Linked DNA regions of Mus musculus: region 1 is linked to region 2. The links are chromatin contacts, called in public Hi-C maps. All regions are on one chromosome and are shown on one strand. Each heading gives the region's core, a stretch centred on a gene start, on an enhancer-like site or on the middle of the called end of the contact. The rest is flanking DNA. Distances are from core to core; before and after follow the strand shown.

What was found. A called contact is a pair of places that touch in the nucleus more often than the background predicts.
Region 1: a contact with region 2 is called in a Hi-C map of embryonic fibroblasts, with 7 times the contacts expected there. The contact joins two enhancer-like sites. A contact is called at or near these places in 1 of 15 datasets of contacts at CTCF or cohesin (the NIH/3T3 cell line), 5 of 484 Hi-C or Micro-C datasets (B cells, the G1E-ER4 cell line, embryonic fibroblasts and 2 more), 2 of 115 datasets of contacts at active chromatin or transcription factors (embryonic stem cells and extraembryonic endoderm stem cells) and 3 of 9 other capture datasets (adipose tissue, liver and pancreatic islet).

Annotation. Positions count from the first base shown.
Region 1 is chr11:55,502,029-55,508,305 of GRCm38.p6, reverse strand. No RefSeq gene overlaps it. Among named protein-coding and RNA genes, the nearest start is that of Mir7652, 3.9 kb to the right of the region's middle. Within about 2 kb of position 2,600, at least 35 of the 459 cell types and tissues checked have an H3K27ac peak or open chromatin away from gene starts, as enhancers often do. A contact at or near this core is called in embryonic fibroblasts, where this site is marked.
Region 2 is chr11:55,402,261-55,408,826 of GRCm38.p6, reverse strand. Sparc (secreted acidic cysteine rich glycoprotein) reads left to right here. Exons shown (of 10, transcript NM_009242.5): 3 at 1,548-1,607; 4 at 2,230-2,317; 5 at 3,526-3,647. Among named protein-coding and RNA genes, the nearest start is that of Sparc, 15 kb to the left of the region's middle. Within about 2 kb of position 4,171, at least 34 of the 459 cell types and tissues checked have an H3K27ac peak or open chromatin away from gene starts, as enhancers often do. A contact at or near this core is called in embryonic fibroblasts, where this site is marked.

The DNA.
Region 1 (6,277 bases), core at 1,351-3,850, 100 kb before region 2:
ATAAGCAGAAAGTATTCCCAATTTCCCTATGACTTTCTTTTAACCTCCCCTGCATGTGCTATGCTAAGCCTGGAAGTGGTATACTATGAAAGCTGAGCATCCAAATAAAACAACGTAGGAGACAGTGACTGAAGCTCTGAAGTGGTTCCTAGCATGGGAGATGGAGGATGCCACAGAGAGGGAAAGAAGTAGGCTGTGGTGTGTCGGAAACCCAAGCTGAGCAGTCACATAAGGAACAAGTGACGTTCTGATAGCCTGGACAGGGCAGTATCAGGCAGACTGAGCAAGAGCTGAGATCTGGAGATAAAGTGAAGGGACTCCTGTAAGCATTGCTTGTTCTCGCAGGTGAAGGGTAACATGTGGAAGACAGGTTAGGAGAGGTGGTCTGTGGTTACCGGAACCACTTATAGGACACGCCGCAGATCAGGTCTCACTAGACGTTTGGCAGAGTAAGACGCTTCCATCACCTTTCTGACTTCCGATGTCCCCAGTCTGCTCAGCACCTTCTGTACTTCTCATGGGAGAACCCACTTTTCCTTCATCTTAGACGCCTATAAAGCTTGGCAACTCACATCTTAAAGGGCATCAATTCATCCCATGAAGTGCCGAGAGCTTAAGAGCATGGGATTCGGGCTTCTTTACATGTGTTGTGGTGTGTGAGATGTAAGTGTGTGTGATGTATGTATGTGTGTGCATGTGTGTGCATAGAGGTGAGAGGTAGCTATATCCAGCTTTTACACGGGTCTGGGAATCCAAACTCGGGCCCTCAGGCTCCTGCAGCAAGCACTTTACTGACTGAGCCCTGAAAGTTGTGATTCTGCAAAGGGCAGGGCATGAACCATGACTGGGAAAGTTCTTCCTGGAGCAGTTAGCTGATGGAGTGTATGATGCATACAGTGAAGACCTGGGCTTCTTTCTGTTTTCCCCCTGTGATGCTGGAGATTAAAACTGTGACCCTTGGCATGCAAGGCTACCACCGAACCATATCCCTAGCAGTATAATGAAGGTGTTTCTATAGCCGAATTTGTTTCCAGACATCACCTTTTTGTTGATCTAACTGAAAGGCAGACCTGGAGGAAAAAAAGTCTAGGATGTTTTCTTCATTCTTAGCAAAACCACTCCCCAACCTAGAGACAATTTATTCCAACCACAAAATCAGAAGAAGAAAAAAAATAACATGGAGGAAAAGACACAGACAGGAGCCAGATGCTGCCACACCACACAGGTGCACATGTGCACGCCAAAGGCAGATTCCCTCCCCCTGCCCCGCCCCTCTGGAACTTGCCTTCCTTCCTGTGACAAATTTAGGAGGAGTATTTTGGCAGAGTGGTTCATAGTATCTCCCTTCATAAAAGATTGTTCCCGACCAAGTCTTAGCTTGAAAGTGCATCAGGGAGGAGGGCCTCACAAAAGCTGCTAGACACGTTAATGCTCTCTATGTTGGATGCATCTCTACCTCATGTTAAAAGACACCGTGCCCTCAGCACGCCAGTTTAGCCAGAAGAGCATCAATGAAGGGGGAATGTTGGATGAAATAAATTGCACAGCATTTCAGACCCATCCAATCTCATGAACTCATGATTTCATCATCCAATGCTGGAGCTATGATAATAATATCACCACTAACAAGTTAAAATGAGACAAATGAGCTGGACTCCGAGGTGGCTCATCTCGCTTCCTTCTCCTACTGAACCCACATACAATGCCTACTACATGCTGACACGAATACTCACAACAACAAAGGGGTAAGGGTCATGCCCTCTTCTCTTTTAAGTAAACAGAGTTCTGCTTATAAAAGATTGGCACAGCAGAGACCTCAGTGCCCTCAAAGAAAAATTTGAATAACTGCACAGAATATTTGTCTTCAGTTGCCATAGGCTTGGAATAGACAGAGTGAATCCCAAAGTGACCAGGACAGCCAGTTGTGTGGTGCATGCCTGTAACCCCAGCACATGGAGGCTGAGGCAGAAAGATCTAAGCCCAAGCTACAGAGTAAGTTCCAGACTAGCCTGAGCTGAATAGTGGGATCCTGTCTCAAAAACCAAGTGGTCAAAACAAAATACTTTGAGGCCCTCTTGTGGGTGTCAGGATAAACGTCATTATAGCCCTGTTGGGGTCCATGCAAGTAAGTACTTGACTGTGCTATCCAAAGAGGATAGCATTAATAAAAATGAAGTGACTCTTCAAACAAGACATGGGGCTTCCAAACCAGATCAGACTGGCTTTCAATATGCCCGGGTGGTCAAGAGCAATGCTGGGTTTACCTTGTTCATCTCAGACTTGGTCAGTTCCCGCTCCTCATCTGGACTACAGCTGCATTCACTAGCTTGAGATAGGCTAGTGTGGACCTGGGAGTCACCTCCAAAGGGCATATGCCCTTTGTTGTCTGTCACTAGTTCATCCAGCTAGGTATTTGCACAGAGCTAACCTGTCTTAAAAGTTCTCTGGCTTGGGATTTTAGACAGAATAAACTCCAGATGAATCTTTGGGTAACTTTACATTTCCTTTTTCCCTCCCCCAAAAAGCTAGGTTCCAACTGAAATGTGTCACAATACTCAAGGAAGAAAGGTCAGCCCCTTACAAGAGTCAGCGCTGACTCACCAGACATTGGAACCCTAGAACAGAAAGGCGTCATGCCATCCTTCTGATCACAGTGCCAGTGTGGGTGTGGGGTCCATTCGAGGTAAAATGCCTACCTTCACTGTCTAAGTCCAAAGCATACAAGAGCTGTGCTAGGCTAGGCACTGCAGGCTGAGCTGCAAAGGGCATGATCACCCATGATGGGAGAGGTTTCCACAAGCCACATAGACAAAGCAGATTGAAGAGTAGCGAGGGGGCAGGGGAGCAGCTCCAATTGACCTGGAAATTTGGGTCCAACTAACTCTCACGAAGTTCCTCATCCTTTCCCAGAAGAGAATGTGAGCGTGTGTTTTCTATGGAAACTTCTTTGTATATATGTATAAACTAGGTATGGCCTTAAAGCTGCAGTTAAGGATCTGTCTGGCTCCCACCTTAAGCAGCGTGCTAAGCAACCGCTTCCTTAAAGTAATATTTTTACCTCTCATTGGACATTCAACCTTGAAGAAGCAATTCCCTCTGGCCCCTTCTTCTTTTTTTGCATGAAGTCATTAAAGTTATGACAGGGTTTGTTTTGTTATTTTTGCTTTGTTTTGGTTTGGGCTTGTAAAAAAAATCTATTTCTGCAGTTTGAAGATGGAATGTAAAATTTCTGTGCTGTATATAGAAATATATTTATTGAGCCATCCATAGACATATATCCATGCCAATTCTAATGGAAAAAAATTAAAGTTTTTCTGAAATTTTCTGTGGTTAACTCCTAATTGTTAGACGTCGCCAATTTTGTGAGAACTTCTGAAATCTTTCAGGTACCCCCGAGAAAAATCTATGTGCAACGTGAGAAGCCCTTCACTTGAAGAACTTCACATTGAAAAAAGAGAATTCATTTGTTCAGCCATGAATATTTATTGGTAGGTACCATTGTAGGTTAACACAGGCGACTGACTCATTCATAGAACCTGCCACAGGGGGCTTACAGTCTATGGGACTGGTGAGAGAAAACAGTGTGGGAGATACAAGGCCAGAGTTGTTTCCAAAATATTAATCTAAAGATGAAGCAAAGACCAGCAAGATCCTGGAGGTGGGAGGAGTGAAGGGGGAAGTCTGTTGAGGTAGTATGATGATGGGATTTAACTGAACCCTGGATGCAGGGAGGGAGGAAACAGACCACTCTCTTCTAGCATGGTGAAGCTTGAATATTGAGCTTGTGAGAAATCAGTTGTTCTGTGAGGATAATGCCTAAAATGGACTAGGGACAAGCAGGAAGAAAGTCTTAGACCAGGGTCTTCCTCCTCACACATGCCCCCCCCTCTCAAGCCCCAGCCTCCCAAGAACTTCCTGTACTGAAACGTCACAGGATCTGAAACTGATGGACGGCTATCCCCAGTCACTGACTCAACCATCATGGGGACTTCAAAGTGTCATTTCTCAGTTCCTTAAGAAGTCACAACCTAGCCCGGTGGTAATTCCAACTCCAGGCTGAACCATGAGAGAGGCAGAGTCCTCTAGGAAGACCCTGCTTATGACAGGAATACGACAGAGCTACAAACGGACAAACAAAATGAAAGGGGGTGAATCTGTTCACTTACAGTGCTCAACGGGGACAGGTCTTGACAAAACCCAGCATGAGAGAGAGGTGGGGCACACAGGCACATGTGCAAGGAGGAGAAGGCACGTGAAGCTAAGGTCTCAGAACACCCGGGAGTATCATGGGGACTCGTCATTCCACAAGTGTGAGTCAAATGAAAAGGAACAGTGAGTTCGTAATACATACATGGCACATACATAGCCTGGCAACAGGGCATGTTTCCACCCAAAACACTGCCCCTGGGGCAAAAATACCAACGCACAGAATACAGAGTGCCAAAGGACCTCAGAGAAAGTGGCAGTTTTAGGTATTAAAACATCACATTAGCAGCCAAGAGGTGTTGGTGCATGCCTTTAATCCCACCAGGCAGAGACAGGTGGGCCTCTGAGAGTGAGGCCAGCCTTGTCTACAGAGCAAGTTCCAGGACACACAGAAACCTGGTCTCTGGAGAAACTGCTCTGTAAAGTGAGGACCCGAATTCAGTCTGTAGAACACACATGGTGTCACACGGAGGCAGATGGGTGGGTTTCTGGAGCTCACTGACTTAATCACAGCTTAATCAGAGTAACAGGTGAGAAGCCTTATTAAAAAAAAAAAAAATCAAGGTAGAGCCTGGTGTGGTGGCACACGCCTTAAATACCAGCATTTGGCAGGCAGAGGAAGGCAAACCTCTGTGAGTTAAAAAGAGGTTAAGCTACGCAGCAAGTTCCAGAACAGTTAGGAATACACAGTGAGACGTCTCAAAAAAAAAAAAGCAAAAAACCATGGTGGACAGCTCCTGCACACACACAGAACCACCTGTCCCCTTCCCCATAGCTCATAAAATGCAGCTTGCTAAGACAGTAAACTCATCCCCTGAGGGGGGGGGGGCAGCTCTGTAGAGGGCAACTAAGCTCACTAAGCAGGGGTGCTACTATGTTCTGAATGCCACCTGGGTCTTCGGGGGGGCAATTCCACCCTAGGCACTGGACAGGAAATGGGCTCCTTGGCTCAATACCGTAGGTATTGCCCGAGGCCCTGCCTGCTCCTGGAAGCCCTGATTGCTCAACTGCTTCTCACCATCTCTTCCCCTTATTACTGGGTCATAATTCAAGGCAGACATAAAACCTAACTAAGTGGGTTCACTTGTTTTGCTGTATTGTCCTTGAGCCAGGCTTTGTAATCGAGGCTGGTTTTGGATTCAGTCCTCTCACCTTGGTCTCCTGAGCACCAGGACTAAACATTCGCCACAGGCCCTTGTTTCAACTCTCCAGTCCCCACTGCTCCAAGGCGGCAGCTGAGCTGGCAAAGCACAGGAATGCCACCTCCCAGTGACAGCAAATCAAAGTCTTGGTTAAGATTTACTTACTTCCAACAGGTCTGACAACAGGGACTCCTGCCTAAGAGTATCTTGCTGCTCTTCCAGGACATAAGTTCGATTCCCAGCACCTGTGTAGGAGGGCTCACTCACCTGTAACTCCAGCTCCAAGGGGCCACAGGCATCCTCAGGCACCTACACACATGGCCAACATTCACCCAAACACGTACACATAAAACACGAAGACTCACTTGGCTAAAATACCCATCACAAGTCCTAGGTCTTAAGCTCATTAACAACCATCTACTGAGTCTTCCCTACAAATCAAATCTTAATTTAATATCTACTGAGTCTTCCCTACAAATCGCATCTTAATTTGACATGAGAAGGTTGAGGGTCAGGCACTTCTGGAAAAAGCCTGTGCTTTCTTGTGTGGCCACGAGTGCCTCTTAAGCTCTGAGGTTTAGGTTTCACATGGTGTCACTGACATCCAGATTTCCAGCAGTGCAAAATGTGCTGCCAAGTTCAGGCCTGTGCCCTTCCAAAGCACACTCCCACCCCAGTGCTGCTCGCTGCTGGGAAGCAGGGCTGAAGCAACTCCCTAACCAGTCACAAGCAATACTGCTACATCCCTATACATGCACACCCGAGCATGCACGAGCGCGAGAGCACACACACACACACACACAGAGCTGTACTGCTACACATTTATTTGAGGTAGAAGAGAATGGGCCTTTCATATCCCAACCCACCCACGGGTTGCTCTATTTCTCAGATCATTGTTACCCTTGTTCTCAAGAGAATGTGGGTCATTG
Region 2 (6,566 bases), core at 2,922-5,421:
GAATGTGGAGCAAGAAGAAAGAAACTGGAAACATTCAAAGAGAGCCAATCCCACCAAATGAGGTCCTGGCCTCCCGCCCCCCTCCATGGTCTCACTATATATTCTGGCTTGCCTCTAACTACCCCCTACCTCTGCTTCAGCCTCCCAATGGCTGGGGTTACCTGTGCCAGCACTCCTGGTTAGCTACATTTCAAACTGCCATTCCCTGCTCTGTTCACTAGCAGGTAGATGGCAGCTTCTGGTCAAACTCATCAGCCAGGCAGATTTTGGATCTTGGCTGAAGATTGGTGAGGTTACCTTTAACTTTGGAAGGGGTTACAGTCAATCAGGGGCCTGAAAATGTCTTGTTACCAGACCTGCTCTTCTCGGAGCCTGAAATATCAGGAGGGAATTTCCTAATTGCAATAAAATGAGGTCACATGTGAGAGGCAGGGAGGATTGGCATTTATTAGAAGTCACAGAGGGTATTCATTCTGTCTGGGTCTCATTTTCTCCATCTGTGAATTAAAGGGAGTTCATCTGTGTCTTCGTTAGGGTTTTACAGCTGTGAACAGACACCATGACCAAGGCAACTCTTATAAGGACAACGTTTCATTGAGGGTGGTTGACAGGTTCAGAGATTCAGTCCATTATCATTAAGGCGGGAGCATGGTGCCTTCCAGGGAGGCATGGTGCAGGGGAAGCTGAGAGTTCTACATCTTCATCTGAAGGCTGCTAGGAGAAGACTAGCTTCCAGGCACCTAGTACAAGGGTCTTAAAGCCCATGCCCACAATGACACACTTCCTCCAACATGACCACACCTACTCAACAAAGCCATACCTCCTAATAGTGCCACTTCATGGGCCAAGCATATTCAAACCACCACAATCTGCTTCTGTTGTGTTGGGGACGTATTGAGGCTTGACTAGCAGAAATGTTTCTGTCAGTAAAATGAGGAATAGGCAAGATGGTTTGGTGGAAGATCTATAAAAGTCAAGTGTGATGGCTCAAGCCTGTGATCCCAGTTCTTAGAAAGCTAAAACATAATTGGCAAGTTCAAGGTCAGCCTGGGCTCTGTAGCGAAACCTTGTCAAAATGAAAGGAAATAATAAAACGCAAGCTTGCTTCAGCAATAGACTGATTGAAACTTGTATGATACCGAGAAGACTGGCACGGCCATAGTGCCACATGAAGCATTCTGTACTTTTTTTTAAAAAAAAAGAAATAAAGATGGGGCCAGCAAGATGGGTTGGCAGCCAATCCTGACGATCTGAGGACCCACACCGCAGGAGAGAACCGGCTTCCACAAGCTCCTTCAGCTTCCACACATTCTTTGTGCTGTGGGTGCTCACTCCATCCCCCACATAAAACTCACACACACAAATAAAATCATTGTGATAACAGATTTTTTTTTTTAAAGGAAGGAAGGAGGATGGAGCGGCACTGTGAGCTCCAGCCAGAGGCATCAAAGCCTTCACTCCAGGCTTGTGTTCCCAGCCAGAGACACTTCCGAGAAGAGGGTGGCCTTGGCCTTGACTAACTCCCTGAACCTTGCTCTCTTTTCCAGCAGCAGACTGAAGTTGCTGAGGAGATAGTGGAGGAGGAAACCGTGGTGGAGGAGACAGGGGTACGTATGTGGTGTGGTGGTGGTGGTGGTGGTGACCCCACCCTTGATCCCTTTCTGTCTGGTCCCTTCTTTGGGCCATCCAGACAAGTGCAGTGGGGTTCCTCATTGGACCAGGGCATGCGTTCTCTCCTTGTGTGCATTCAAGACACAGATACTAACCTGAGTATACACAGACACTCCTCACTGTCCCCCAAACCTTCAGTTGAGCCCCAAGGTTCTGAGGATTCATACTTCTTCTGTTATCATCCACGGTCTCCCTTGGCATGAAACAAAGGGACCCACAAAGGGACCCACTCAGTTGGGCCTGTCAGACCTGGGGGAATTGGTATGTCTTCTCATCCTAACATCTTGGTAGCCTCTGATTCATTTTAACGGAATTTTGGGGCTCTAGACCTTTAATATAGACTGATACACTGAATAAACTAATAATAAATACAGAATTCCACCAAAACCAGCACCTCCGCCCACACAGCTGAGGGCGGTCTGGACCCAGCCCTGGATGCCCCTCACTTTCTTCTGGGTTTCTGAAGCATCATGCAGGCCCCTTCTTCCTTGCAACCCTCTCCCAGGTCTGGGGTGGGGCGAGAACCCCTGAACTCATTTTTTTTCTCTCCCATGCCAGGTACCTGTGGGTGCCAACCCAGTCCAGGTGGAAATGGGAGAATTTGAGGACGGTGCAGAGGAAACGGTCGAGGAGGTGGTGGCTGACAGTAAGTCTCTTCCATGTCACTTGGCGTATCTGGATCACCCCCAGCTGTGTGGGTGGAGGCCTAAGGACAGCCCACAGGACGTTTCTAGTCAGGGGCATGCATTGTGGAAGCTCTGGTAGCTGTGGAAGGCCAGCTGGGAACCCTCAAGCCAGGGAAGTCTGGGATAGATCTAATTTATAGCCAGGCCATCCAAGCTGTGAAGGACAGAGGAAGCTCCACAGTTTGGTGTCAGATTCTCACAGAGGTCATGGTCACATCCGGTCACCAAGATTCCTGCCCCAGGGCTTCAGCCTGGGTTCAAGCTCCTCCTTTGGAGTCCATCTGAGCTCATTTAATTTCCACTTGGCCCGAGGGAGCAGAGCCTGACGTAAATTCTAATACCTCAAGTAGAGAGACAGTGACTCAGGGCTTTAGCTCACAGACTGAGGCATCCGTGTCCAAAGCCATGGACTTTGGAATTCCACGAGATTCAAACAAGGTTTGAACCCTTTGAACCACGGCTTTTTAACAAGACATTGGTGCAGATGGTGGCCCCAAGGAAATGACTCAGTGGGTAAGGTCACTTGCTGTACAACCATGAAGACGGAGTTTGAATCCCCAGCATCCACTTGAGCTCTCAAGGGGACAGTTAAGGATGTCTGGGGAGAATGAGGAGGGCTTGCTGGAACAAAGGCTGGGCCTGGGGTCTTGAGTCATATCCCTTTCCTCTTCCATGCCCAGCCTTTGTTTCCTGTCAGAGCTGGGCCCATTGTCTACTGTGGGTTCTTCTTCCTGTTCCTTTGTGGACACCTGATTCTACACCATTGGATCTCACAGCTCAGTTGAATTCATGCCAATAGCTCTATCTTTTAAGTCACTCTTGAAAATACTTTGAATCCAGAAATCCAGCACTGCAGTTGCTCAACAGAGAACTGAGAAGTTGGTTATTGTGTCAGTCACTGGGGGATCTGTATGTACCCCAGGTCTCTGAGTCCCAGACAGAGGTTCCAACCCTCTGAGAAGTTTCTAGTCTCGACCTTCTCGACTGAATCCCCAGACTAAGCAAACTGCTCCCCTAAACCCGTGGTTCAGCATGGAGGATCAGGGTTGCCTGAAACTCTGGTTCTGAGAGTGGAGTACACCTCGAGGCTGCCAGCCCCAAAGTCCCATCTGTGTGGTGTGGAAGCACATGCCAGCCTGGTGAACTGACATTATGTTCTGTTCCCCAGACCCCTGCCAGAACCATCATTGCAAACATGGCAAGGTGTGTGAGCTGGACGAGAGCAACACCCCCATGTGTGTGTGCCAGGACCCCACCAGCTGCCCTGCTCCCATTGGCGAGTTTGAGAAGGTAAGAGCTGGGGCCTGGGCCCAGCAAAGCACAATGTTTGTTAAGAAATCTCCGGACACGGCAAGGCTGGAGAGATGGCTCAGTTGTTAAGAGCACTGGCTGCTCTTCCAGAGGTCCTGAGTTCAAATCCCAGCAACCACATGATGGCTCACAACTATCTGTAATGGGATCCGATGCCCTCTTCTGGTGTGTCTGCAGACAGCTACAGAAATCTCCAGACATGAGGGAGAAGCTCCATTCTTAGAAGGTCCCCTCCCTGGAACCAGTCACAACAGGAAAGTGGAGCTGAGTCACAGGCAAGAGCCTGCCTGGCCCCACCCTTCTAGCCGCCATTGAGAATTTAAAAAAGAGTTTACTTCTACCACCAGGTTCCAGGCTCTGTGTTGAACATGATCACTGAGTGCCTCATAATCTCAGGAGGAATGCACTCCAGTTCATACTTTTTTTTTACACTTTATTTATTTTGTATGAGTGTGTGTGTGGCATGCATGCATGTGGACGTCAGAGGACTTGCTTGGTTGGTTCTCTCTTTCCACCATGAGGAGACCAGGATTCCAACTCAGGTCAGCTGGTTTGGTGACAGGCACCTTCACCTGTTAAGCCATCTCACTAGTCCTTCAATACCTTGGTAGTTAGCAAAGCTTTGGGCCCACATGGGGCTTTGGGGTCTGCTTGAAGACTGACTAGCAACCTCATCTCCATCACTTGAGAGCTGTGAGATTTTAGTTAAAGCACTGAGTGTCTCCAAGTCTTAGTCCCTCACAACCAAAGATGGAGAGAGAATCCTGAACTCATAGTGCTGCTATGCCATTTGTTAGAGGATGCCAGGTGTGTGACATGGACCTAGCGTTATTTCTCAAATGTCTCCATTCTATCTCCAACATGTGTGCACCTACCATACATTCATCCACCCATCCATATTTTCAGCATGCACCTGTTCTATGAATTCATCTACCCACACAACCATAAATCCACCCATGAATCTATCTGCCACTTAGCTATCCATCAATTCAACCATCCACCCACCCACCCATCTGCCTCTCTACCCATCCACTCATTCATCTGTTCACTCATTCATCTATCCATCCACCCACCCATTTAACCAACCATCTTCTCACCTCACTCATCCATCCATCCATTCATCTACTCACCCACCCACATAGTCACCCACTTATCCATCCACTCACCCACCCACCCACCCACTCATCCATCATCCATCCACCCACCCACCCATCCATCCACATACTCATCTATCTATCCACTTAAATATTTTTCGAATACTCACCTGTGCCAACCATTGTGCTGTCCACCATCTGGCTTAGGGCAACAAATCTCTTTCTAGTTCTTTCAATCTAGTTGTGCATTTCTCTTTTCTTCCTTTTTCTGTCTCTGTAGACCAAGTTGGCCTTGGACTGAAAGATCTGCCTGCCTCTGCTTCCCAAGTGCTGGGATTAAAGGCATATGCCACTACTACCCAGCCCACATTTTTCAATATCTCCCCAAGACAACCCTTGCCTCTGGGCTTTACATATTAGCTTCACTTTTAACTCTTATCTCTTCTTCCCCATTCCACTGCTCTTTGATGCTGCGGTCTCCCCTGCATCAATGTGTAAGACTCCACACTTGCAGGTCAGGTCCTTCCCCGATCAAAGGCTGCTCCTACCTGTACTCCTGATCCCAGTTAACCCCCAGCCTCTCTGTTTTGCTCTTCTATGACTGAGGTTTTCCAGCAGGACTCAATGAGTCAATTGGTCCAGCTGCGTTTCACCCAAGTCCATATTCTGGATAGTCACATAGCAGGGGAAGCAGGGAGAGGCTGAAACATCCAGGAGAGTCTTCCTCTAGGAGAATTCCACAGGGGTCTTTCATCCCAGCTCCAAACATGGGGCGGTGATATTTCTGCTTAGAGGAACCCTCTGGAGTTAGGTACTATATGGTACCTTTTACCTGCTGAGCTATCTTATTGGCCTTTCAGTTATATTTGGGCAAACCCTGGTGGTTCAGGCCTATCACCCTTGGTACAGAAAGGTTGGAGTAAGAGGAAAGTTGAAAGTTCAGGGCTTGGCTCTGCTGCACAGCGTGTTTAAGGTTAGCCTGGCCAATAGAGTGAGAGTGTTCTAAAATAAAATAGTAAAGGAATAAGGATTTTGATCATCAATAGAACACCTACCTACCTAGCACACACAAAGCTATTTAGCTTTGGCACTGCAAAAATGTCTTCACCAGGGACTGATGCTATAGCTGCTTTCTGCTGAGTGTGGAGCACTTCCAGACTCCCACTAGGGACATGGGTACTCTGCCTACAGCATCCTCTGCAAGCAGCCCATGATCAGTGAGCGTCCTTGTCAACTAGGGAACTGTCATCAGCATCAAGCCAGAGCCAACTTATGCTGCATTCTTCCTTCCTTTCCTTCCTCCTTCCCCTCTTCCTTCCTTATTTCTCTTTCTTCCCCTTCCTTCATTTATGTGTGTATGTGCCCACATGTGTGTATGTCATAAGTTTGGAGGCAGGGTTTTTTGTTTTGTTTTGTTTTTTGTTGTTGTTGGGTTTTTCTTCTTGTTGTTGTTGTTTTTGTTTTGTTTTGTTTTGTTTTTATGAGACAGGGCTTCTCTGTGCTACCCTGGCTGGCCTAGAACTTGCTTTGTAGACCAGGATGGGCTTGAAGTCACAGAGATCCACCTGCCTCTGCCTCTTGAGGGCTGGGATCAAAGGTGTGTGCCACCATGCCTAGCTTGAGTGTCCTCACTGTCTGAGCCATCCCACCTGCCCCACTGTGTGTTTCAGAAGGATAATGGCTCCTGGCATGCTGTGTACTTTTTTCCATGTACAGGTGTCTTTTCCCCTGTCTCTCACTGTTCTTGAAGTAACTTTTGTGCCTTAGCCCTGACTCAGATGTGCCTTTGCTCCAAAATCACCCA